Linked DNA regions of Mus musculus: all the other regions are linked to region 5. The links are chromatin contacts, called in public HiChIP or PLAC-seq and promoter capture Hi-C maps. All regions are on one chromosome and are shown on one strand. Each heading gives the region's core, a stretch centred on a gene start, on an enhancer-like site or on the middle of the called end of the contact. The rest is flanking DNA. Distances are from core to core; before and after follow the strand shown. Region 1 holds the start of Plvap (plasmalemma vesicle associated protein). Region 2 holds the start of Zfp961 (zinc finger protein 961). Region 3 holds the start of Zfp617 (zinc finger protein 617). Region 4 holds the start of Bst2 (bone marrow stromal cell antigen 2). Region 5 holds the start of B3gnt3 (UDP-GlcNAc:betaGal beta-1,3-N-acetylglucosaminyltransferase 3).

What was found. Promoter capture Hi-C pulls out the DNA fragments that hold promoters and counts their contacts. HiChIP or PLAC-seq counts read pairs in DNA pulled down with a chosen protein or histone mark. Capture Hi-C pulls out chosen DNA fragments and counts their contacts.
Region 1: a promoter capture Hi-C map of liver shows a contact between it and region 5. The contact joins the promoter of Plvap here to the promoter of B3gnt3 in region 5. A contact is called at or near these places in 1 of 39 promoter capture datasets (pre-B cells), 5 of 115 datasets of contacts at active chromatin or transcription factors (the 230-238 cell line, T-cell acute lymphoblastic leukemia, embryonic stem cells and 1 more) and 2 of 9 other capture datasets (adipose tissue and liver).
Region 2: a promoter capture Hi-C map of liver shows a contact between it and region 5. The contact joins the promoter of Zfp961 here to the promoter of B3gnt3 in region 5. A contact is called at or near these places in 12 of 39 promoter capture datasets (the C10 cell line, the HPC-7 cell line, HPC-7-derived erythroid cells and 7 more), 1 of 15 datasets of contacts at CTCF or cohesin (pro-B cells), 6 of 484 Hi-C or Micro-C datasets (the AML12 cell line, the Ba/F3 cell line, CD8 T cells and 1 more), 13 of 115 datasets of contacts at active chromatin or transcription factors (acute myeloid leukemia, astrocytes, bone marrow-derived macrophages and 5 more) and 4 of 9 other capture datasets (embryonic stem cells, liver, macrophages and 1 more).
Region 3: a contact with region 5 is called in an H3K4me3 HiChIP or PLAC-seq map of bone marrow-derived macrophages, with 3 times the contacts expected there. The contact joins the promoter of Zfp617 here to the promoter of B3gnt3 in region 5. A contact is called at or near these places in 11 of 39 promoter capture datasets (the 3T3-L1 cell line, the C10 cell line, the HPC-7 cell line and 7 more), 1 of 15 datasets of contacts at CTCF or cohesin (large pre-B cells), 8 of 484 Hi-C or Micro-C datasets (the AtT-20 cell line, Th1 cells, cerebral cortex and 4 more), 13 of 115 datasets of contacts at active chromatin or transcription factors (the 230-238 cell line, astrocytes, bone marrow-derived macrophages and 6 more) and 4 of 9 other capture datasets (adipose tissue, embryonic stem cells, liver and 1 more).
Region 4: a promoter capture Hi-C map of embryonic stem cells shows a contact between it and region 5. The contact joins the promoter of Bst2 here to the promoter of B3gnt3 in region 5. A contact is called at or near these places in 15 of 39 promoter capture datasets (the 3T3-L1 cell line, the C10 cell line, the HPC-7 cell line and 8 more), 11 of 115 datasets of contacts at active chromatin or transcription factors (the 230-238 cell line, T-cell acute lymphoblastic leukemia, bone marrow-derived macrophages and 5 more) and 3 of 9 other capture datasets (adipose tissue, liver and pancreatic islet).

What each region holds. Positions count from the first base shown.
Region 1 is chr8:71,508,695-71,513,457 of GRCm38.p6, forward strand. Plvap (plasmalemma vesicle associated protein) reads right to left here and starts at 3,075. Exons shown (of 6, transcript NM_032398.2): 1 at 2,657-3,075. The coding sequence starts at 3,022.
Region 2 is chr8:71,948,670-71,953,476 of GRCm38.p6, forward strand. Zfp961 (zinc finger protein 961) reads left to right here and starts at 2,397. Exons shown (of 4, transcript NM_001164581.1): 1 at 2,397-2,491. The coding sequence starts at 2,426.
Region 3 is chr8:71,921,426-71,926,247 of GRCm38.p6, forward strand. It overlaps Zfp617 (zinc finger protein 617), which reads left to right and starts at 1,400. Exons shown (of 4, transcript NM_133358.3): 1 at 1,400-1,547. The coding sequence starts at 1,545.
Region 4 is chr8:71,535,019-71,539,423 of GRCm38.p6, forward strand. It overlaps Bst2 (bone marrow stromal cell antigen 2), which reads right to left and starts at 2,454. Exons shown (of 5, transcript NM_198095.3): 1 at 2,110-2,454; 2 at 1,341-1,416; 3 at 768-807. The coding sequence starts at 2,409.
Region 5 is chr8:71,699,702-71,704,061 of GRCm38.p6, forward strand. B3gnt3 (UDP-GlcNAc:betaGal beta-1,3-N-acetylglucosaminyltransferase 3) reads right to left here and starts at 2,099. Exons shown (of 3, transcript NM_028189.3): 1 at 2,017-2,099. It also overlaps the pseudogene Gm18860.

The DNA.
Region 1 (4,763 bases), core at 1,825-4,324, 190 kb before region 5:
CAGTTTATGAGGTGATTGTAGTCTAAGATGCACAAAGCCCTGGGCTCAATAACAAGGTGTTATTGAATAAACAAGGCGAGGTGCCTCTTACCTGTAACTTTAGCACTCAGGAGTAGGACATTTACCGTAAGTTAGAGGCTAGCCTGAGCTACAGAGGAAGACTCTGTCTGCCTTTGTTTGGGATGGATTTCTGTAATCCTAGCTGTTCTGGAATGCTCTATACCATGCTGATCTCAAACTCAGAGAATCTGCTGGCTAAAGGTGTGCAGTACCACGCTGAGCAAGATCCTCTCTTAAACACAGAGGTTGGGACTGGGGCTCAGTTGCTAGAGTACTTGTAGCTCAGTTAATACATCGCTTGTAGCTCTCAGTTGCTAGAGTGCTCGTAGGTCAGTTGCAAGAGTGCCTGCCTAGCAAACACAAAGCCAGGTTTTGTGCCTACCACCACAGAAGCAAGCTGTGGTGTGCGCCTGTTGTTTCAGACAGTTCACCATAAACCAAAGGTCATTCTGGGCTACATAGTAAACGGCTTTGTTTTTTTTTTTTTGGGGGGGGGGGAGGTGTTGTTTTTTGTCTTTTTTTTTTTTTTTTTTTTTTTTTGAGACAGGGTTTCTCTGTGTAGCCCTGGCTGTCCTGGAACTCACTCTGTAGACCAGGCTGGCCTCAAACTCAGAAATCCGCCTGCCTCTCCCAAGTGCTTGGGATTAAAGGCATATGCAACCACTGCCCAGCTGGAAATTATTAAAATGTAGAATGAGGGCTGGGATGTCACATGGGGACAAAGTTCACACTTGGCAGAGAAGGCTCTGAGTCAGGGTTAGCTCCAGATGCTGTATGCAGATTTGGTAACTGGAAATTAAAATCCAGAAGCCCTGTGTTCTCCAGTGAGGAAGTCTGGGAAACTGGGTGGGTGTGAGAATATCAGCAATGATCCTGACCTGGGGCCCTAAACCCAAGAAGCCCTGGGCAGCTCTGCCTGAGGAGAAGCCTGGGCTTCGGGGTGCCTTCCCTGTCAGGCTAGTCTGAGGGAGGAGCACAGTCCTGTCCTAGTGTCTGAGGGAGGAGGCTGGGTCTGTGGTAGTGATCTGAGAGAGGAGGCCACCTCTATCCTCAGGCAGCCTAGGACCCTGTCCTCTCCAGGGGAGATCCTTGCTTCACCCCTAATTTAGTGCCTGCCAGCACCCCTGCTGTTGGGTCAGAAGCTGCCTCAGCCTGCAGCCTCTTGTTCTCCTTGTGGCAGTGTGGAGGTGTCTTGGGTGAACACAGTCGGATGTGTGTAACATCGTACTGGGACTGTGTGGGGACAGCTATCTCCAGGACCTCAGTTCTGTAACTGTCCCAGGTCACAGTGGGCTCCTTCCTATCTCCTACCACACAGTATTCAAAGACAAGTGCCCCCCCACCCCACCCCCTCTCTGACAAATGTCTATGTACCCCAGGGTAGACTTGAAGCAGCTCTTGCTGCTTTAGCTCGAAAGCATTAGAGTGATGTACATGCTCAACCCTGCTCGCTAATGGGCCTGGAGCACAGAGCTTCACCCATGCTGGGCAAGGGCTGAGCTCTGAGCTGGCCCCAAGCTCTGCTCACCCTTGTCACACAGAGGGAGACCCTAGCCCTCTGAGTCTGTTTACCATCTCTGTGAAGCTGCCTTAAGCAGGCACAGGGCAGGCACTGACAGCAGCAGGACCTGTTGTGAATGCCCAGGACCCAGCTAAACGCCAACTGCAGACAGACAATGCTAGGGTCTGCATGTGTTCCCACCCCCACATTCACCCAGAGAGTTCCTTCCACTCCAGGGGCCTAGCCATAAAATTATGAATTTCTGGTTTATCCCAAGAGAGATTTTGTTATTAAATTGAAAGATCAGAGAGCCCAGCATAGTGGTGCACACCTTTAATTCCAGCACTTAGGAGGCAGAGGCAGGCAGATTTCTATGAGTTCCAGGACAGCCAGAGCTATAGTGAGACCCTGCGTCAAGAAATAGATAGATTAATTATTAATTAATTGAGTGATCAGGCCTGCAAGGCAGTTCAGTGGGTAAAGACAATTGCTGCTAAGGCTGACAAAACTTGAGTCAAGTCTTCCACACGGTGGAAGGTTGTCCTCTGATCCCCACACACAGGTTACAGCATGCGGGTAGACATATGCGTGTGTAATAAATACATTTAATTGTAAAAACTAAGCCACCTGCAGCAAACTCTTCCTTGACAGGTGATGTCTGCCATGGAGAAATCACAGTCACAAGATCTTCATCAGGTACATGGGGTGACCCACACCTATTATCCCAGCACTCAATCTACTGAGGCAGAGAACTGTTGTGAGTTTAAAACCATCCTGGGTTATACAGTCATACTCTGCTGGGGGTGGGATTAGGGAGAGAGAAAGGCTGTAGCTCAGTGGTGTTGCATGTACTACACCAGGCTTGACCACTGGCTGGTCATCCTAGAGTCCTGGAGGTGGAAGCAGGAGGGTCAGGAGCCCAAGGCCATCCTTGGCTACACAGTGAGTTCTACACCAGCCTGAACTACATGAGGTCATGTTCTAAATAAATGAAGGAGTGTGTGTGGGGAGGAGGGAATCCAGATTTCTTCCCATGGAGTTTAGCATTTGGGCGCACCCAGGGCTGCAGCCCAGGGCACACATGCCGCCTCTTACCAGGTCGCCTTGGCACTGGCGGAAGCTGGCGTTGATGCGCTCCATCTCACGTCGCGTAGTCAACAGTTGCTGCATGACTGTTTCCTTGACAAGCAAGCTGATGTTCAGCTGTTTGCTCAGGTTAGCCTGTGAGGCAGATAGTCCAACCACCTGGCTGTACAGGCTGTCGGCGCGGATCTCCGTGGCGCGCAGGCTGGACTCAGTGGTGGCGTGCACATTGCCATAGATCATGAAGAGGACCAGGCCCAGGATGATGAGGAACTGAATGAGCGACACGAAGAGGAAGAAATAGCGCAGGTAGTACCAGCAGCCGCGCTGCTGGTCCCCCGTGCGGGCGTATGGGCTGCGGTCCATGGAGAGCCCCATTTGCGCAGTGTCCACAGGGCGCACTGTCTGGCGTTGTCTGCCTGGCCAGATCTGAACTGCGCCAGGCAGGGGGGAGTGTTTATATTACTCCTCTTAATGCTTCCTCTGCCCGGCTCCTTCCTGGCCAGGAGGAAATGGGGACTGTGGGTTATCACAACACTCCCACCCAGGCTGTTGAGGAACTGACTGACAGTCTGGGCAGCTGTGATAGGTGGAGGGCGGGGCACTCACTGGGTGACTGAACTGGCTTCCCCAGCCTGGTCCGGCCTCAGTTTCCACCACCGCCACTCTCCCACTCCAACCCCACACACCCCACTTTAGATGGGCCAGACAGTGCCCTCTGCTCCCGGGACGTGTTATCTAACAGTCCGGTGGCTAGGCGCAGAGGAAACTAAGGCACAAGTGAGACAAGAGACTAGCCCTGGCCGGGCGGTGGTGGCGCACGCCTTTAATCCCAGCACTTGGGAGGCAGAGACAGGCGGATTTCTGAGTTCGAGGCCAGCCTGGTCTACAAAGTGAGTTCCAGGACAGCCAAGACTATACAGAGAAACCCTGTCTTGAAAAACAAAAAAACAAAACAAAAGAGAGAGAGAGAGAGAGAGAGAGAGAGAGAGAGAGAGAGAGAGAGACTGGCTCTGTGGCCCAGGCTTTTACTCTGTGGCAGGCTGGATTTAAACGTGGGGAACCACTGATAATGTCCCACAAAACACACCAGTCACCGTGGGATAGCTCCCACCAGCTGTAGAGTTTGGGGTCCAAGGCAAAGGATTGTGGGTGTGAGTTCACCACCCAGGAGCTCCAAGGAGTTTTCCAGGATGGACAAACAGTGCACATAAGGACTACAGAGACCTCACAACTTCCCTCAATTATTCTACCAGCACTCAGAGATATCCCCCTCACTTGCGCATGCTCTGGGAATAGTGTGTGGCTTAGCAATAGAGCCCCTGCCTAGACTCCTCCCAAAGTACAAAACAATCCGAGCGGTATGCAGTAGAAAAGCAGGGTCTTGGAGTGGGGATAACGGAGAGAGGCCTCCAAACTCTGCCACAATCTGCCCCAGTTTCCCCCTCTATAACAAAAGTGTGCTTATGTCCCTGGCCTGCGGTAATTTCAGGGTCCCAGGAAGTGGCAGTAAGCTTTGTTGGTAGGTGGTGTCCCACGTGGAGGTTCTAGGGTCTCTGTGGAACAATGCCCAGATAGAGGTATACGATTTCAGGGTCACAGATAAAAGGATATTGCGGGTACACCAGCCCCCAAAGCACTGGGAGAATCTTCTGGAAGTCTTTGTTCTTTACCTGCTTACTCCGTTTCTTGTTATCCACCACCACCACCACCACCACCACCACCACCACCACCACCACCACCACCGCTACCACCGCCCCCCATCCCCCAAAGAGTCCAGCAGGGGAAGGCTGCCTGGGCCCAAGAGCTTGGGAAGGGATGAGACAGAGGTGGCGCTGAGCAGGCGGGTGTGGGGTTGGAAGGGAGGAAGTTCCCAAGGGCGGGCAGGAAACCCTGTGTGACCTTTGCCTTTTACAACCACCCGGTGATTCTTGACTCGTAGACCCTTCCTGGCCAGCAGGGGGGTGGGGGCGACAAGGCTGGGGGCTGCCCCTGGGACCAATGGGCTGTGGCTCCAGGTTGACCAGACAGGTGGGGGCCACCGTTCGGCCTCGAGTTGGGTCTAGCATGCCACCTGGCCAGCATGTGACCCTAGAAAAGTAACCTTCTGCCTGCCCTG
Region 2 (4,807 bases), core at 1,147-3,646, 250 kb after region 5:
ATGTGTCTTTACTGAATCAAAGCAGCAGATTATATCGACCAAAAATTAGCAATGATTACCGAATATTAGATCAGGTGGTTACATAAAGGTCAGACAGAATTCTAAGAAAAAGCTTTAATAATTCATGTGAACCTCAAGCACTTAAAGACAGACACTGCGATAGTCATCCCTGGCCTGCGGCTTTTACTTTCTGTTTCCTGGTTTCAGCTGGCACAGCGTCTTTTCAGTCTATGCCTCTGCTCAAAGGCCTGACCATCTTTTTTATACCAACCCAAAATCCATTCTTTTGCACTCTCTTCTGAATGCCATCCTTCATCCCTAGATTGGAGTATCTCTAACCAGTAACTATGCCTCTTAAACAATTGTTCCTGCTGTTCTTCACTTAACAAGCACCAAGGAGGGCGAGACCTTCCTAACCTCTCCAAGAAAGGCAGACTAAACCAAGAGACAAGTTTACTTCTCTCTTGTCTCCATTCCTGTAAGCTCCAGTATACGGAAGAGGGTCATCAGTGGGTTGTGGAATTTTATAATCTTTCCCCTGGGATTTCAGAGGCACCCACAACCTGTTTCCTATAACATAAACTAGACCCTGTGAAGTCATAATAGTGACTGTCTCCTTCCTGGGAACACTACTTTCATTTGCCCTTTCTTGGAAAAGAGTCTTTTCAGGAGTTTTAGCAATGGTTTGTTAAGTAGTCATGCACAAAGAAGAAACAAGATGAGGAAGAAATTAGCTATCCTGAGGGCAAACTTGTCCCCAAGGAACTCAATGCCCATAATTAGCAGGAAGTAGCCTAGTGATGTTGCCCCCTTTCCCTGATATCCTTTTCTCTCTCTACCTAGTGTTAGGGGGTTGATAGGGTGAAAAAAGTGTATATAAAGGAGTGGAAGAAAGAAGAACCTACAAATTAGCAAAGACAGCCTCAGTAGAGATTTTTCTAAAAGGTATCCCAAGGGGAAATGAGAGGGTATGAATGACACCATTCCCATAGATGAGCGAGAGATCACAGTTACATCTGTCAAGGGCACCCCCAAGACTCAGAGAGGACCAAGAGAAGACCAACCGATAAGTAGGTCATTATCACACTTGATCGCCTGAGGAGACTCAGTACCTGAAACTAAAGCCAGGGGTGAAGCTCAGGAAGGAGGTCTCATCTGCAGGACAGGGTTGGGGGAAAGGGCCAAGCATAGCTTTAAAGACTGTGCCTGGTGGTATCTCTGCAGTCTCTACTCCTCAGGGAGACTGCTGCCCTTCAGATGTTCTTAGAACAAGCCCCAGACCTTAGGAGCATGGAGACCACTGACTCCATGATGGAGTTGACATTTGGTCTGTAAAACTCAGCACATAGACAGCACCACCTGCCAATCAAAGCCTATAGTTCTGGGAAAGTCTCTAAATGTACAAACCTTGGTTTTTTGGCTTCTATAGTTTTGCTTCTGGCTCACTGATCTTGCTAACTGAAGCATGTTGACCTGGAATATGGTTTTTGTGTTTAAGAGCTCACCCTGAGAAAGGCCCTCAGTACTACAATAGGATCCTTAACATCCAGTGTAGTTGCCAACCAGTTAATAAAGACATTCTATTGGCTTAAACCATGTCCAAGCAATCTTCTCTGGCTAATATCCCACAACATTCTGATTAAAGAGCAATTCTGCTTCTGTAGTTGCCTATCTACTTTCTAATTATTTCCAAGTCACCTCTACCAGTCCCAATTGAACAGGGAACCTTATCAGTAATGCTACACAAAAGGAACACAGGATATCTGAAATACATCACAGACCAAGCACATAGTGGCCTTAGAAATGATATCCACAGCCCTGGGTTGTGGGGGTGGGGTGGGGTTACAGAAGGGGTTGGGGGTGAGGGACTTACTCGCTTCTCTGGACACAACCCGGACCTTGTCAAGTCTGACCCTGGCCTTGTCCTTTCATCTGGCCTTAGATTAAGAAAGCTTTACATTGGCTAGCCCCACAACAACTTTTATAGTAGCCGGCCTTGAACTCCAAATCCTCTTCCCTCCATCTCCCCAGTGCTGGGATGGCAGGTTGTGTGTGTCATCACACCCAATTTTCCGCGAATAAATCTGGCTTTTCTTGTGTCCTTTTTGGAAACAAGGTCTCCTGCAGCCCAGGTTAACCTCTCACTAAACAGTCTAGGATTAGCCCGCAACTCTAACTCACTCGTTCACCTTCAGCCAGGCGCACAAGCCCAGTCAGACCTGAGCCTGCTGTGGGGTGCCTCTGCGAACCCCAGACCTGAACATCAGTTTCCGGACTATGTTGAAGGCGATAGGTCGCTGGTCCTGTCTATCAGGGACTCTAAAGCCAATCGGAATCGCTCATAGCAGAGCCGTCCAATCAGCAGCGGGAAGCCTCTCGGAGGCCGGGCGCCGCCATTTTCGGCGCTGTCCTTGGCGGCTTAGCAATGCGCAAGGTACGCGGCAGTGACACCCGCCACAGCGCAGCTCAGGCAAGACGAGAGTGCACCATGGTGAGTGCATCTCAGAGACGCGGGTGGGAGCGGAGGGCAGAGGAGTGGCGGGCTCTGCGCAGTCGGAAGCTCGGGACTTGCCGAGAGTTTGCAAACCGACTCTGGTGCCCTTTTCCAGAGCCCGCAGCCGAACCGCAATGTAAAAGGGGATCATGTATGCTTGTGTTCAGGGGTAAAATGGAAAGGACTATGTAGGGTCCCCACGGAGTTAATTTGCTCTTTGGGCTGGTTTTGTGGGGTGTTTTTTTTTTTTGTTTGTTTGTTTTGTTTTTTCGAGACAGGGTTTCTCTGTGTAGCCCTGGCTGTCCTGGAACTCACTTTGTAGACCAGGCTGGCCTCGAACTCAGAAATCCGCCTGCCTCTGCCTCCCAAGTGCTGGGATTAAAGGCGTGCGCCACCACGCCCGGCTTGTGTTCTTTTTGATGTTTTAAATTTACACTTATTTATCGAGGTGCCCATGGGGCAGTAATCTGAGTCTGGTCTCTCCTTCCACCTTGTGGAACCTGGAGAACGCCAGTCTAAGGCTTGGCAGCAAGCGCCTTTTCAGCTGAACCATCCCACTAGCCCCTTCTTTCTTTTTCCTTTACTACTTTTTATAAAATTGCATTTCCTATGTGAATATTCCCAACCCTGTATAGCCACCAGCAGCCGCGGAGAACTGGGTTCCTGAAAAGAAAGCTGGGGCTGGATGCGAAGGACAGACGAGAGAGGAATGAAACAAAGACAGAGTTTCTGAGCAAGGCCCAGTGTTTAATTCTTGAGTCTGGTTTTTAAAGGGAGGAAACCCATCCCCCACTTTGCCAGGATCTCATCAGGAAAACAGGCTCAGCTGGTAGTGGCTTCTTGCAGGAAGCTGCAGCTGCAGCTTCACCTAGGTCAGAAGACCCTACCCCAGTTGGGCTAGCCAGCAGTGGCAAACAAGGTCTGCTTTAGCCTGCTCAAGGCTGGGGGAAGGGCACAAACCTGGTGGGACCATGTGTTTCTAGGATTCGAGAAAAGCAACATATATATGAGCTTTTGTCCCCCAACAACAACAAAAAAAAATCACATCTTCTTGGAAAAATTTACCTTCAGTTACTGTAGGTTTCTCCTTTTCCTGGTACACCACAAACAGAAGAGGTGGGGGTAAGAGGCCCACTGTAACCCCCAACTGACCAGTACTACTTCATAACTTGTGTCTGGACCCTGTAACAGCTGTCTTGCTTGTGGACAGAAACAAGGACCCAGTCCCACAACAGAAGTGACACTTTGAGAGCAATCGAAGAATAAATAATACAGAGCATATTAGCAGAAAAAACACAGCTCAACAAGGAAGACAGGCATAGTTTATTGAGTGGCCATGACTGGAACCCCCAAACAACCCTCTATGTCTCGCTGTGGACACATGAGTGGTGGTGGAGGCCTTTAATCCCAGCACTAAAGAGGCAGAAGCAGACAGATACTGATTGTGAGGCCAGCCTAGTCTACAGAGTGAGTTCCAGAACAGCTAGGGTTACACAGAGAAACCCCACCTTGAAAATACTTTAAAAAAAAAAAAAAAAGGAACAAGAGTCAGGAAGTGTTTATCAAAGGTGTCAGTGGGCCTCAGGTTTAAAGCAAGTGTGAACTCAGTCCTGGAGTTTTCTGATGCTGTATGTAACATTCTCAGATATTCTGGGTTTGATGTAAGCTAGTGGTTGACTAAGAATTGTAGGATTTTTTAATAATTTCAAGGGGCCAAAAAACAGCCCTCAATAATTTAAACTCTCCATAATCTTTTGAGTGGACCCATGTGGGGACATGGGAACTGAACCGAGGACCTCTAGAAAAGTAACGTGCGCTCTTAACCACTGAGTCATCTCTCCAGCCCCTTAAGATGGTCTCACTATGTGGCCCTAGAACTGAAAAAGTATAACTCAAAAGCAAAATTCTAGACCTTTAGGCCCAGGCTTGAGAATGCGACCTCTGTGACTCAATGCTCCAAGGTATGCTAATCATAAAACAGATAACGACATTCCTCCATCCACCCGCTTCCTGGGTTCAAGGAGTGTTCATTCAAAGAAAGTCATCCTGACCCACCCTGACCTGCTGGAACCGGCTATGCAAATGTGCTATTGTTAGGGGCTCTTAGAAACTGTCTTGAGAAATAACTCGCACAATTACCAGGTATTCCTCGTGACTTGTAACTTTGTACTCCCTTGTGACTCTTAACTAGTATTTTTGGTATTTTCCAACAACGCCCTCCGCATCTCCTTGAGTTGTGGTTTCTTCCTTTAAATACCCCCTTACCCAGCTACTTGGGGGGCGCCACGGTCCTCTACCCATGTATGGTGTATG
Region 3 (4,822 bases), core at 150-2,649, 220 kb after region 5:
TGTGTTGTGCTGTGACAGTTCTCAATAGTACCTGGCTCGTCCTTGCTCCCGTTCAGGTACACTATGCTGAAACATATCAAGTGATATGAAAGTTCCTGCCCCCTAAAAGGTAATTTTTTAAAAAATCAGACCTTTTTATTTGTTCTGGGGAGTAGTCTGAGACACCTTAGGAAGATAGATAGCTCTGGGATTTGGTCCAGACAATGAAAGCTGTATCTCAGGCTCTTCTGCTCTCCCCTCCCCTTCTCAAGGTTAGTCTGTCCACCTCTGCCTGCCCCTCATCTCCTCTACCTCCTTCCCCACATCACCTCCTCCCAGACCCGCCTGCCAGGCTTCGAATGGAAGCCTGCCCCTTCTTTTTTTTTTTTTTTTTTTTTCTCGAGACAAGGTTTCCCTGTATAGCTCTGGCTGTCCTGGAACTCACTTTGTAGACCAGTCTGGCCTCGAACTCAGAAATCTGCCTGCCTCTGCCTCCCAAGTGCTGGAATTAAAGGCGTGCACCACCACGCCTGGCCCCCTGCCCCTTCTTTTAAGGCCTTTTTTGTTGGTTGGTTGGTTGGTTGGTTGGTTTTTTGTTGTTGTTGTTGTTGTTGGTTTTTTCGAGACGGGGTTTCTCTGTATAGCCCTGGCTGTCCTGGAACTCACTTTGTAGACCAGGCTGGCCTCGAACTTAGAAATCCGCCTGCCTCTGCCCCCCCCCCCCGAGTTCTGGGACTAAAGGTGTGCACCACCACACCCGGCTTAAGGCCCTATTTTTAGAGCTGCATAAATTGTACTGTTTCTGTCTAATGTCACTTCCACCTACAGGGCTGAGCATGGCTTGAGGCACTTTATAATAAACCTCATTTCTAAAAAGAATGTCCTTTGTGGAAGAGCTGCTGAAGCTTTTTTTTAATTGCTGGAAAGTACAGTTTTTTTAATGTTGTCATTAGCGTGTATTAATTACACGAAAAGTTTCAATATAACATTTTCATTCATGTATCTTGTTTATATTCATACACACACAGACCTTTACCTGCTCTTGTCCCTCTCGAATTCTTTCATCTTTTATGTCTTTGTGTGTCCCAATGAATCTCATTAGTGTTGTTGACAGGAGAGGGAGTGGTTGTGTCAGTAAGAGGGAGAATAAATTTATTCTGTCACTTAGGCTTCGGAGACTGGATCTGTGGGCCCAGCAATAAGGGCCAAAGGAGCGGCAGGTAGGGTGCCGAGAGGCAGCGCCTTGTCCGCCATCTCCCTTCCGGGCGGTTCTCAGTAACCAACTGTGGGAGTCCCGGACGGTTTAGCGTCCTTGGCTGTATGACGCCATACCCTAGGAAAGGTCGGGAGGTCCGCCGGAAACTCCCGGTACAGACACCAGTGTGTGAGCTGGCCAATCAGCAGCGCCGGCGGGAGGAGCGGAAGTTCCTCACCCGCCATCTTTCTTGCTGGCGCTTCCCTCCTCACAGCTCTCAGCTGAGGAAGTCCAAGTTGCTGAGCCTCCGCGGCCGTGTGAGTGCCTGTTCCGGAGCCTCTGTGGAGCCGCGGCAGGCCTGGGCACAGACATGGTGAGCCAGGCGAGTGGCGGGGCTGTGCGCGGCGCCCTTGGTCCCGGGCGGCGGGATCCCGGTGCTGCGCCGGGGGACGAAGGGCGGCTGCGCACTGTCGCCTGCGGCTCCAGAAAAGCTGCTTTTCCCCTTAGGGAAAGTCAGTCGAAAGCGGGATTCCGAGGCTGGATGATGTGGAGCCGAGCTGGAAGTTTAGGAGACAATTCTTGCGAGTGAGAATTTACGCCCCGCCATGCACGGAGGCCAGGGGAGGTCACCCGGTGTCCTGCTTTGTCACGGCCCGCCTTATTCCTGTGAGACAGGGTTTCTTACTGAACCTGTGGCTAGGCTGCCTGCTAGCAAGCTCCAGCGATCCTCCGGGCTCTGTCCCCATGCCTGGCATTTACTTGGGTGTTTTTTATTTGAACTCGGGTTCTCACCCTTGCTCAGCGAGCACTCTTACACACCGAGTTATCTCTCCAGGCCCGAGAAACATGTCTAATATAGATCTTAAGCGCAGAGATTAATGGAAGTGAACCTGGGAAAACTGAGACATACCGAGATGTGAGGGAACTTCTCAGGGGACAGTCACAGTTCTTTTCCATGGGTACATGCGGCTCCCGCATTTAGGATTGTAATATCCTCTTGGTAGATTATCCCTTTATAGAGTATGACGAGACTATCTTTATCCCTTCTGACTTAAGGTCGGAGGAAGAACTTTTCAATTTTCGTCATCTCTGTGAGTATGGTACTTGAGGGTTTTCAAGTTTATCTTTTACTCTTGGGTTAAATACTGCTCTTACCTCTGCTCCTTTTTCCAGTAATAAAAGTTTTTTTGGAAACGACTGGACTTTAAGTCGTGGTCAAGTTCAAATCATAGTGAATTGCAAACGTATCGGTTTCTTTGTTTTGGATTTTTTTTGTTGTTTTGCTTTGTTGTTTGTTTGTTTTTGTTTTGTTTGAGACTAGATCTTACATATCCTAGGCTGTTGATAAACTTAGTTTACAGCCAAGCTTGACTTTGAGTTTCTGATAGTCTTATGACTACCTTCCAAGTGCTGGGATTCTATGAGCACATCACTAGCTCCTGGTTTTGCAGCTCTGAAATTTAAACCCAGGGCCTCATGCATTCTAGACAAGTATCTACCGTATACCAACTGAGCTACAGTCTCAACTCTATATCAAATTTTATTCCTGAGTAACTTTTCTGTGATCAGCACTTAATATTATTTAATTGACTGAACTTTGTCCTCATGGTATATAGTGGGATCCACTTAGTATTTATTTGACTATTAATTATCAAGTGGCTATGTCTTTCTTTACATGTGGTTTAAATGTTTTAGTAATTTTTCCATCTTTACTGATGTGATGGTTTAGTTTATACTGAGCACACTCATCTTTCTCGATTCTTGTATTGCAGATATTTTCCTTCTATTTTATTGTCTTTGCACCCCATTAATTGATATTTTTCAATTTGTCAAGACATTTAATTACTTCTTTCCTCCTTTCAAATAAAGAATTTTACATTAAAATTGTATAAATCATAGGGCTCGCTCCCTCCCTCCCTCTTTTCATAGGCACTACAGGAACCCAAACCAGATGTGCATAACTAGTCAGGTATAAAACCAAGCTCCCCTTACAAACACACTAGAATAAGAACTTCCCTGAGGGATAGGAAACAGTTATGTTCTCAGGGAAATTGAAGATCCTGGATGCTTCCAGTTGAAAGAGTTGAAAACCTGCCCATTGTGGTGGCATATGCTTTTTTAGTCCCAGCTCTGCAGGCAGAAACAGGCAGATCTCTGTCATTTGCAGACTTGCCCTGTCTATGTAGCGTTCCAGGCCAAGACTACATAGTAAGGTTGCTTCTGAAAAGAGAGAATAAGGGTTGAACACTGGGAGCTGAGTGCAGGATGACTTATATAGCTGTCCTCTGTGTGGGCTGTGACTACCCAGGACAGGGGAATGTTGATACAACAATCTGTCTTGATGCTACTGCTTGTCCATACCTCAGTAATAAACAGAATAAAAGTCATTCATATGACAACGGGGAAGATAGAGTGAAGGTGGTAATCTGAAGTAGGCAACAGTCCTGCTCTGGTTTGGTGTGATTGTCCATATACTTGCTCTTTAATTTACTGAACTCCCACATTGGTCCCTTCTAGTAATTTTTTTTTTTGTACCAGAAAAGTAAACATTTGGAGTCAAACTCACTTTTTCTTTTCTTTTTCTATTTTTCACATATGTAAATATATGCTTGCTTGAGAAAGCCCACTTTTACACCCTCTTCATTAAAGCGGGTCTTTAAGTAAGGGCTCACTGAAATGGATAGTGGTGCTAGGTAGCTTGCTTGCTTTAGAGACCTTGTGTCTCCAACTTCCTAGGCTGTAATTACAAGCAGGCCATTGTACCTACCCATCATTTACTGGGTCTCAGAGATCTAAACTGACAAGCACTTAACTGCTAAGCCATCTGCCCAGACAAACATTTGGAATTTTTTAGCATGCTGGGTGCCTTCTAGGATGACTGGATTCTTGGAGATTCCAATATGGTACAGATATTGGACCCCACACACCTGGAAACACTGAAATTCATGCATTGATTCTGGTCACAGGTACTATGGAAGAGAAGCATCCCACATGTAGTACCTTCAGCACTTCAAGTGACATTCCAAGCATTCCTACAAATCAAGGAAAAATTCACATAGTCGACAGTGTTCAATACAGAAAGGGAAGCAGCAGGTGGGAAATATCACATATTTACCCTCTAGGAGTGAGTTCTATAAAGGATAAAGGACCTCAGACTAGGATTGGGCCTTCATTGGGCAGAGTATTAGAAAGGAACAAGTACATTATGATGGGAGTGGGGGTCAGAAAAGAGAGCCTTCAGAGAAAACCCTTAATAAAGGAAACTATGGCTTTTCTATCCTGTTGGTGTAGCAGTAATCCCTACACCATGTGATTCAATTTAAGATAGCCTACTAACAATACGGAATGTCCAGGTAATGATTGGGGCTATAAATTAGAGGCTGTGTACCACACCGGGCAGTGGTGGCGCACGCCTTTAATCCCAGCACTTGGGAGGCAGAGGCAGGTGGATCTCTTGAGTTTGAGGCCAGCCTGGTCTACAGAGTGAGTTCCAGGACAGCCATATTGTAGAAAGGAGAAAATAGAGAGGCCAGCCATGGCCACGTGGAGAGAGGGGAGAAGGGAGAGAAAGAGAGAAGGAGGGATAGAGAGTAGGTAAGGTGAGGGCTTAATGACAACAAAACAGCTTCTTAACACTGTCCTGGGGGA
Region 4 (4,405 bases), core at 1,204-3,703, 160 kb before region 5:
AATTTTATTTTACTTTGTGTGCGATGTGTGGCATGTGGATGGAGTCAGAGGTATGCACGTCGGTTCTGGGGATCAAACTCTAGCTGTTGGCTTGCTCTGCGAGTGCTCTAGGCACTGAGTCGCCTCTTCTGCCTGCTCTGATTTGTATTCTTTCTGTTGCTGCTGCTGTTGTTTTTCTAGACAGGGTCTCTCTGTCTGTCTGACAGCTCTGGCCGTCCTGGAACTCGCTTTGTAGACCAAGAAGGCCTCAAACTCATAGAGATCCCCCTGCCTCTGCCTCCCAAGTGCTGGGATTAAATGCGTTTGTGCACTACCACCGCCCGGCCCTCTGAAACTCTTCACTCAGACACATGATGGGCTTTCTTTGTGTGTGTGTGTGTGTGTGTGTAGGGGTGTTGTGTGTACAAGCTGTTATGTGTTCATTTGTGTAGGTGCATGTGTAGGCCAGAGATGTTCAGCGTTGCTCCCTGAACATGAAGCTCACTGTTTGGGCTAACCAGGCTAGGCAGTGAGCTCCAGGATATTTCTGTCTGTCCTCCAGAATGGAGCTCCAATCATATAATTCCAGCCAATCTGTAAGTGGGTGCTGGGTATTCAGCCTCAGGTCCTCAACACCCCACGGTGGTGGTGTAGGCTTTCCTGATTAGGCCTTCTTCACAGCTCACACCTGAGCTGTAGACTGTGTGAGCCAAGTGGAGCCCAGCTTTTGAAGGAAGTGCAGTCTGGAGGGGAGTGGGTGGCGGTGGGCAGGGAGAGCTGTCTCTAACCTCAGATTCTCCAGCTCCTGGTTCAGCTTCGTGACTTCATCTGCGATGACACAAGCAGAGGGCTGGTCGGTATACTGCTGCTAAGTGAGCAGCCAGAAGGGGGAGAGGGCGGGGACAGCCAGAGCACCCCAAGGGAACACCTGGGATGCATCTAACCACCAAGGCCACACAGCAGCCAGTGTGGTCAGGCAGAGGGGGTGGGGGTGGGGTAATAAGGAGAAAGGAATCAAAGGAAGGCCAGCCTAAGGCCTTCTGCAGGGCTGTAGAAGCACCAGTTTAGAGAACACTTGGGAAACCCAGCAGATCTGTGGCCTCCACCCTCCTGACAACGTTCTTCCTACCCACCCTCTGCTCTCTGCTGACATAAACCCCTACTTCCACTCCCCAAGCTTTATTCCTTCATCCCTGGCACTCTGTCTGTCTCTGGGAAGAAACCAAACTTCCAAGCAGTGGGCTCATGACCCTGCCACCCCTTCATGTGGGTCAGCACCTCTCCCCAAGTCCCAACCTGGAGGCCTAAGCTATTCCCTCCCAGCTCCACTGGACCTCCCCCTCCCCCTGCCCCCCTCTCACTCTCAAGCTCCTTGATGCGGGCCTGCTGCTCCAGGGCTTGAGACACCTTCTTCTCCAGGGACTCCTGAAGGGTCACCTGATCAGAAAAGCGGCACAAACATGGGTTGGCTGTTGTCCTGGCCCCTAGGAAACTTCCAGGCAAAGGCATCTGAGACCTTCTCAAGCAAAGCCCCTTTCAGGTTCCCCTCCAACACTCTCCGTATCCACCCAGTCCTACCAAGGTGTAATCTCCAAAACGGCAATTTTAAGTGCCCACATAGGAGTTTGAAAACTCTTCGTAGTTAACCCCTAGTAGAAAGTTCCAGATATTCTCCTACACAAACACACAGCAGAACCGGGCTTCCCAGACAAGGTCTCTCAGAGACATATTAAAAGTTTCAATAATTTGCTAGGTGTGGTGGCTCATGTTTTTAATACTAGCACTTGAAAGGCAGCATTTGAGGCCAGCCTGGTCTACAGAGTGACTTTTAGGACAGCCGGAGCAATTTAGGAGACCCTGTTTCAAAAAATTCAATCAGGGCTGAGTGATATCCCAGTGAAGCCAAATGCTGGTCCCTAAGTCAGGTTCGAGCTCTCCAACTCAAGCACTCTACACAAAGTTTGGAGAGTCACCAAAGGAAGGGAGGATACTGAGGCCCCTGATTGCAGAGCTGTAGGGAGTTCTAAGGTCTCCCAGGATTTCAGTCTTTAGTAGCTGGCCTTCGAGGTGGGGGTGGGGGACTTGCTTGGCTGTTTCAAAGCCACTGGAGGGGACGGATTCCAGGCTTACCACGGTCAGGTTGCAGGAGTTTGCCTGTGTCTCGGCCTGCAGCAGACTGTCCTGGGTGCGGGTGAGCTGGCGCTGCAACAGGTGCGTGGTGTTCCGGCACTCAGCCTGCGCTCGCAACCCGTCTCTACAGGCCACGCTGTTCGCTGTGACGGCGAAGTAGATTGTCAGGATGACTAAGGTAACCCCGAACAGGACCACCAAGATCGCGGCCCCCAGCCACTGCCGGTGGCTGCCCCATCCTTGCTTCCCCCCCATCTCATCCATGGGCACGGGCAGATAGTGATAGAAAGAGGGCGCCATGTGATCCGTCGATCCTAGAGGGCTCAGGAACCCTTTCCAGGCCACGCCCTTATTAGCATAACCCCGCCCCACCACTGCTTCTAGCAAATAGCAACTTCAGGAGTCCAACGCAATTCTAGAGCCGCCGGGTTGCAAACTGCTAGTGGAGAAACTGCAGCCTTTCAGTTTCATTTTCCTGGAATGCCCCTAGAAGCAAGAGAAACTTCTGGAATTCAACTCAAATTCTTGGCCTTCGCTGGCCAGTCACCTGGTGCCTGTGGGCTTGGGACTCGACTTAACAGTGGCTGTCCGCCGGGCGGTGGTGGCGCACGCCTTTAACCCCAGCACTTGGGAGGCAGAGACAGGCCGGTTGTCGGTTTGGTCTCCTAGAAGGGGAACTAAGACTTCAAGGTTCAGTTGTGGACTGAAGACCAAAGGCCAAGGTTTGAGGTCAGGGGTCTCCATTCACGAAAGGATCGTGGGAGCTATTGAGAATCTGTATATTGAGAATAGTGGCTACAGAGCAGCGGGCAGGAAACCAAGCCTGGCCAGGTAGCAAAGTGTGCCTCCCAGCTCTTGTCCTGGCATCAGGAGCAACCTGGCGGGGAAAACCTGCCTGCGGGAAAACCTCTGTGAACGGGGTAAAAAAGGAGTGTTTCAGTGAGCACCAGGCACTCAGAGAGGGCTTGGCCTGGCTTTGGGCAAAAGTGACATGAAGCATGACCTGGAGTTAGCATAGGGGTTGTCCTTGATTTCCTATCCTTCTGTCTCTGCCTCCCGAGTGCTGGGATGGCAGGTGTGCTCCACTACTCTGGAATCCTCCCTGGCTCCGCTGAATGTCCTGAATGGTACCCACCTCAAAACACTATGGAGTCTTTACTGAGGACACATAGGGCAGACCACATTCAGTCAAGGGGTTCTCTTCAGGACTGAAACTGTGTGGCCAAAGCACTAGTATATGGAGAGATTACGTTTTCTGTCCTTGTGAAGACCAGTTTGCATAGGAGGACTCGGTGTTGTGTTTTATAAAAAGAAAAAGAAGCCAGGGATATGTTTGATGGGGGTGTGGTATGGTGTGGGGGAAGAGGGTGCTTCTGCAGGCCCAGGCTGAGGCCCCCAGGGTACCAGTCACACAATGGGATGTAGAGTATAGAATAGAGTTTATTTAGGGCATGGGGAGGGGAGTTGAGGGCCTAGTAGAGACAGAGAAAGGCAGAGAGAGAGAGAGAGTAGAGGAGTAGAGGCTAGCCGGGAACAGGTAGAGAGAGAGGTGGGAGGGGAATGGGGAGAGAGGAGGAAGAGGGTAAAGGGAGCAAGATCTAGAAGAGGAGAAAAGAGAGGAAGAGGCAAGCAGCCCCTTTTATAGTGAGTCAGGCACACCTGGCTGTTGCCAGGTAACTGTGGGGCGGAGCCTAGATGAAATGCCAATGTTATGCCCAGTTCTCAGGAACCCCAGAACAACATCAGGAATTTCGAGTTTGATGCAAGAACAAAGAGAGTCTTTATTGTTATATGATTGCAAGCCTTCTCTACTCAAAGGTTAAGAATTAGATGCTCTCGTCCTGGGGCTTGGAATATATGTGTATGTATATGTATATGTATATGTATATGTATATGTATATGTATATGTATATGTATATGTATATGTATATGTATATGTATATGTATATGTATATGCACATGCATAAGTTGGGATCCTCAAACTTTGGGATTACCTGACTGGGGAGGTGATAAGGAAGTGCCATCCTTCAAACCTGATTACATCAGTGGGGTGGAACGGTGCAGCTGGAAAGGGACTTTCCTGAGCTGGGAAAAGTAAAAAGAAAAAAGGAAAAATACACTTTCAGAAGCTAGTGCATTTTACAAACTGGTCACAGCTGTCTGGGAACACTTAATTGCTTCTTTCCCAGAGTCCAAGAGTGGGCTTTTTATCACTTCAAGGATATTGGTCCCTGCTTCCTTCAAGGGCAGGAGCCATCTGCACCAGAGAAGCATTGGCTATTAATCAAAGGGAGGG
Region 5 (4,360 bases), core at 849-3,348:
TGCGTATTAATTATTCACTGCATATTGATGAGCCATTGCATAGGAAGGACACATTGGATACTGAAGAGGCACTGGCTAATCAATGTGTCAAAGTTGAACTGGATGCCTCATCAGTCGACATGCACGCACAGGTCGATGGCCAATGACCTGACTTTTGGCTCACAGACCGAGGTTCATAGCGCTGCTGCTGTGACTATTAATGAACTTCATCGGAATATTAATGACTTTAGCTAAATATTAATGAGATTCATCTTGATATTAATGACCCATAGAATGCTCATTACTATGTGTGGTTCAAACACTGAGTCTTAATGATGGGCTTGGTTATTTCTTTATGAATATTCATGAGCCCTGGCTCCCCCTGCCCTGGGTGGAAACGGTCTTGTGCCCTTGGCCCTGACTTGGCAGCGGCCTTCAGAAGGCTACTGAGGTAGAGGAATGACACGTGCTCAAAGAGGCATCAGGGTGGATACTGACACGCTCAGACGTTCTGGATCATTCTCCCAGAGTGAGGGATGCGGAGGATGCTGGGTGCTTCAGGGACAGTTCCTTCTGTGCGTCCCAGCTGGACGTGGGGTCCCCAGGTTGGTGTTTGTCCCTGTGACCCTGAGCCCGGGGTCACCCAGCGCTTAGCTGGGTAGGACGAGCTGATCAACTGACCCCATGGCAGCTCCGTTCAGGTTTGTACTAGCTCCTTAACCCTGGGCAATTTTCTTTTTACGAGGAACTTGGAATTTTACCGACAAAAAGAGAGTTCCTATAAAGATAAAGCTTCGGAGGCCCAGGTCTTGATGGCCCTGCTTTCACACCCCAGCTTTCCGGAGGTAACGCCCTGCCTTCACACAGCTTCTCCGAGGCTACACAGCGTCCCCCAGCCCCCCACCCCCAACCGGGAAAGAAAGCCCAGCCCGGCCCACTTCCCAGACAAGGAAACGGAGGCTGGGAAGGTGCTGGCCATTTCCTTGCCCTTCCAATTAGCAGAGCAGCCTCATAGGCCTGGCGTCTGGGGTCACCCTAGATCCCTACCCTCTAAGCGGGTCCCATTCTCTCGTCCCTCTTCCGGTGACGTTTACACCAGGATTACAATAACCTCTTTAATTTTTACAATCAAGATAAAATGTCACAGACACAAGATCCCTGTAATCAAGAGTAAAGTAAACACGCCGGCCCCAGCCCCACCCTTGCTGGGCTGTTAGCGCCTCCTGAGGGGACCCGAGGCAGGGGATCAGCTTAGCACAGGGACTTGGACCAGGCACCCACTTCTGCCTCCAGCGCCCCTCCACGCAGGACAGGGAACAAAAGTCCGCGGGGTTCCAGACCTCGGAGGGGGCAGCAGAGTAGTCTCCTGGGGCCCCTACAGGATCTTCGCAATCTCAGCTATTGAGGGGAAACGCCACGCCCAGGGGAAGGGATCCGGCCTGGGCTGGCTGCGCAAACACTGACCAGATGGGCACCAACTAATGTCCCCTAAGCGGCCGCACCTTCTCCTCCTGACTCCACAGAGTGTGACAGGCCAGGATGAGAAAGTGAAAGTGGGGACCCGAGACCAAGCACTCAGGAGGAAGGTAGACTGTTCAAAGACAGTCTCAGAAAAAAAAGGAGAAAAAAGAAAAGAATGGGAAATTTACCCCAAAGCGTCAGAACCTCGGTTAGCAATACAGACTATCAATTTAACTATGCTGCCACCACCACGCCTCGCAGTTTACTTCACCACAGCCTAACTCCCATACAGGGAAAGTTTCACAAACTCGAACAGGGGAAACCGAGTCAGAGCCGAGGCCACCCGGCTGTGCAGACACTGGGGAAAACGCGGGCTTCTGATCCTGGAAAGTAGCGGGGCTACTTCGCGGCGTCTAAGAGACCCGGAGCCCAGGAGTATGGCCGGGGCTGCGGAGCATCTTCAGCACGGTGCAGCTAGAAAGCGCCACAGATTTCAACTTCGCACCACCCCACCCGAGACCCTGGCACTCACTGCGATCGCGGGCTCCAGACAACCCCGGAGGCCACACTGTTTACCTGGGCGACCGCCTTGAGCTGGCTCTTGGCTACTCGCCTTCCTCCGCTTCTTCCCTGTTCTCCCTTTCCCGCTCCTCCCTCCAGTGAGTCGAGCTTCCTAGTAGCCAAGGAGAAAGTCTCCCTCCTTCCGCCCTCACCCCCCCCCCCCCCCCGTCTAGTTCCTTTCCCTTGCCCCTCCCCGTCCTGTTCTTCACTGTGGTCATGTTCTTCCCCACCTGTCTTTCTACCTGGACTTTGGCCCTTCCCCTCCCTCTAGGCGCCACCCTGCGTCCAGATTTACCCGAGAAGGTCCACGTCTCCACCCTCCTTCCCTCTTTCTTGGCCATGCCCATTCACTTTTATCCCTAACCCCCACCTCCTCCAGTGGACCTCTATTCCCAACCTGACCTCTTCCTCCTCCAGTCCTACCCCTCCCCTGGGAGTCTAACTCCCTCCAACCCCTCCTTCATTTAGAGCCCCATCTTCCTCTTCCACGCCACGAGAGGGAGCAGGAGCTCCCCTGTCCTGAGCAAGTCTGTCTGTCTGTCCCCTACTGCAGCGCCTCTCCCACAGCTCAGCCCAGGCTTCAACCTCCGCCCTCCTTCCTCATTTCAGCCCCTGCTGTAGCCTCTTGCCTCCCTCCCAGCCCCCCAGCTCAGCCAATGCTGCAGCTGCCCCCCCTCCTCCCTCTTCTCCTGAGGAAACATTCAGCCTGGAGGAGAGTGAGCTCAGAGACTTAGAAGATCCCAGGACCTTAAAACCTGTTGGTAGGCCCTCCAACTCCTAAATGCCAGGATCAGGTGTAAATCTCCTAGGAGCGTCCCCAACCACGCCCTTCCTCAGAAGTTACCTCAAAAACTTGGTGGTCTTAACTCTGAGTCCCAGGCCCTAGTAGCCTGCTGGAGGGAGAAGTAAGCTCCTAAACCGGAAACTGAGTCCTCCTGACACTGGCTCCCTGGACCAGTACACAGTGGGCAGAGCTCCAGGATTGTCCCTTGACGTGGTAATCCTTCCCTGAGTGCACCCAGAGGTCACAGCAGCCCTATTCACGGGCACTGGGATATTAGTGAACCATAAAAATGATTGAAGAGGCCCTGCTGTTGAGTGACAGCAGCTAGTACAAACGTCCCACCTGTGTCACACGGCAGAAAAATCCACAGACAAGGAGCAGGTCAGGGGCGGGAGGGATGATCTTGTGGGGGCAACCATGTTCTGGCAATGCAGCAGGTAAGGCTGCCGGGGGCCATGTTAACTGCCACTCACTCCAGCTCCCTGCCACAGAAAACACCTCTTCTGGCTCCTGCTCAGAATGCAGGTGACTCAGCCTGGACCTGCCTGACAAATGTTCACTCACTGCATAGTTGAGGTTTTGGAGTCACTTCGGTGAAAACGGCAATGGCATTATAAACAGGCAAGGACACCCCACCCAAGGCTCTGCCCCAGCTGCTGGGACTCACCCTCCTGAGATAAGCACCTATCTCCCTGGCTCTGGGAGGCCTGGTGAGGGAAGCCAGGCCAGAGAAAAAGGACTCCTGTGTTTTCAAAGCTGCCCTGCCTTCCTGTACCCCAAGGAGAGCAAATTAAAGCCACCAGGAGGTGCCATGTTCTCAGCACTTATCAGATGGGCCAGTGTCTTAGTTAGGGTTTTACTGCTGTGAACAGACATCATGATCAAGGCAAGTCTTATAAGGACAACATTTAATTGGGGCAGGCTTACAGGTTCAGAGGTTCAGTCCATTACCATCAAGGTGGGAGCATGGCAGCAGCATCCAGGCAGGCATGGTGCAGGAGGAGCTGAGAGTTCTGCATCTTCATCTGAAGGCTGTTAGGAGAACACTGACTTCCAGGCAGCTAGGACAAGGGTCTTAAAGCCTAGGCCCACAGTGACACACCCACTCCAACAAGGCCACACCTCCTAATACTGCCACTCCCTGGGCTAAGCATATACAAACCATCACATTCCACTCCATGGCCCCCATAGACTTGTTCAAATACATGAGTCTTTGGGGGCCATATCTAGTCATAGCATAATAAAAAAGTACAATAAATTCAACTTTCAAGATCCCTGTAGTCTATAGCAGTTTCAACAATGCTAAAAGTTCAAAGTTTAGTTTCTTCTGACATTTATCCAATCACTTAACTGTAATCCCCAAAGCAAGATAGGAAACCAGGTGGGCAAGCTCCAAACTCTGCATCTCCATGTCTGATGTCAAAGCAGTCTTCAGATTTCCAACTCCTATTCATTTTTTTTTAAGAGTCATAGACATTTTACTGGTTTGTTTCAGACATCCTGGAGATTTAAAAAAGTGTCCATGGAGCCATGGATGCTGGTGGCAGGAGGCAGCAGAGGGGCATGAAGACGAGG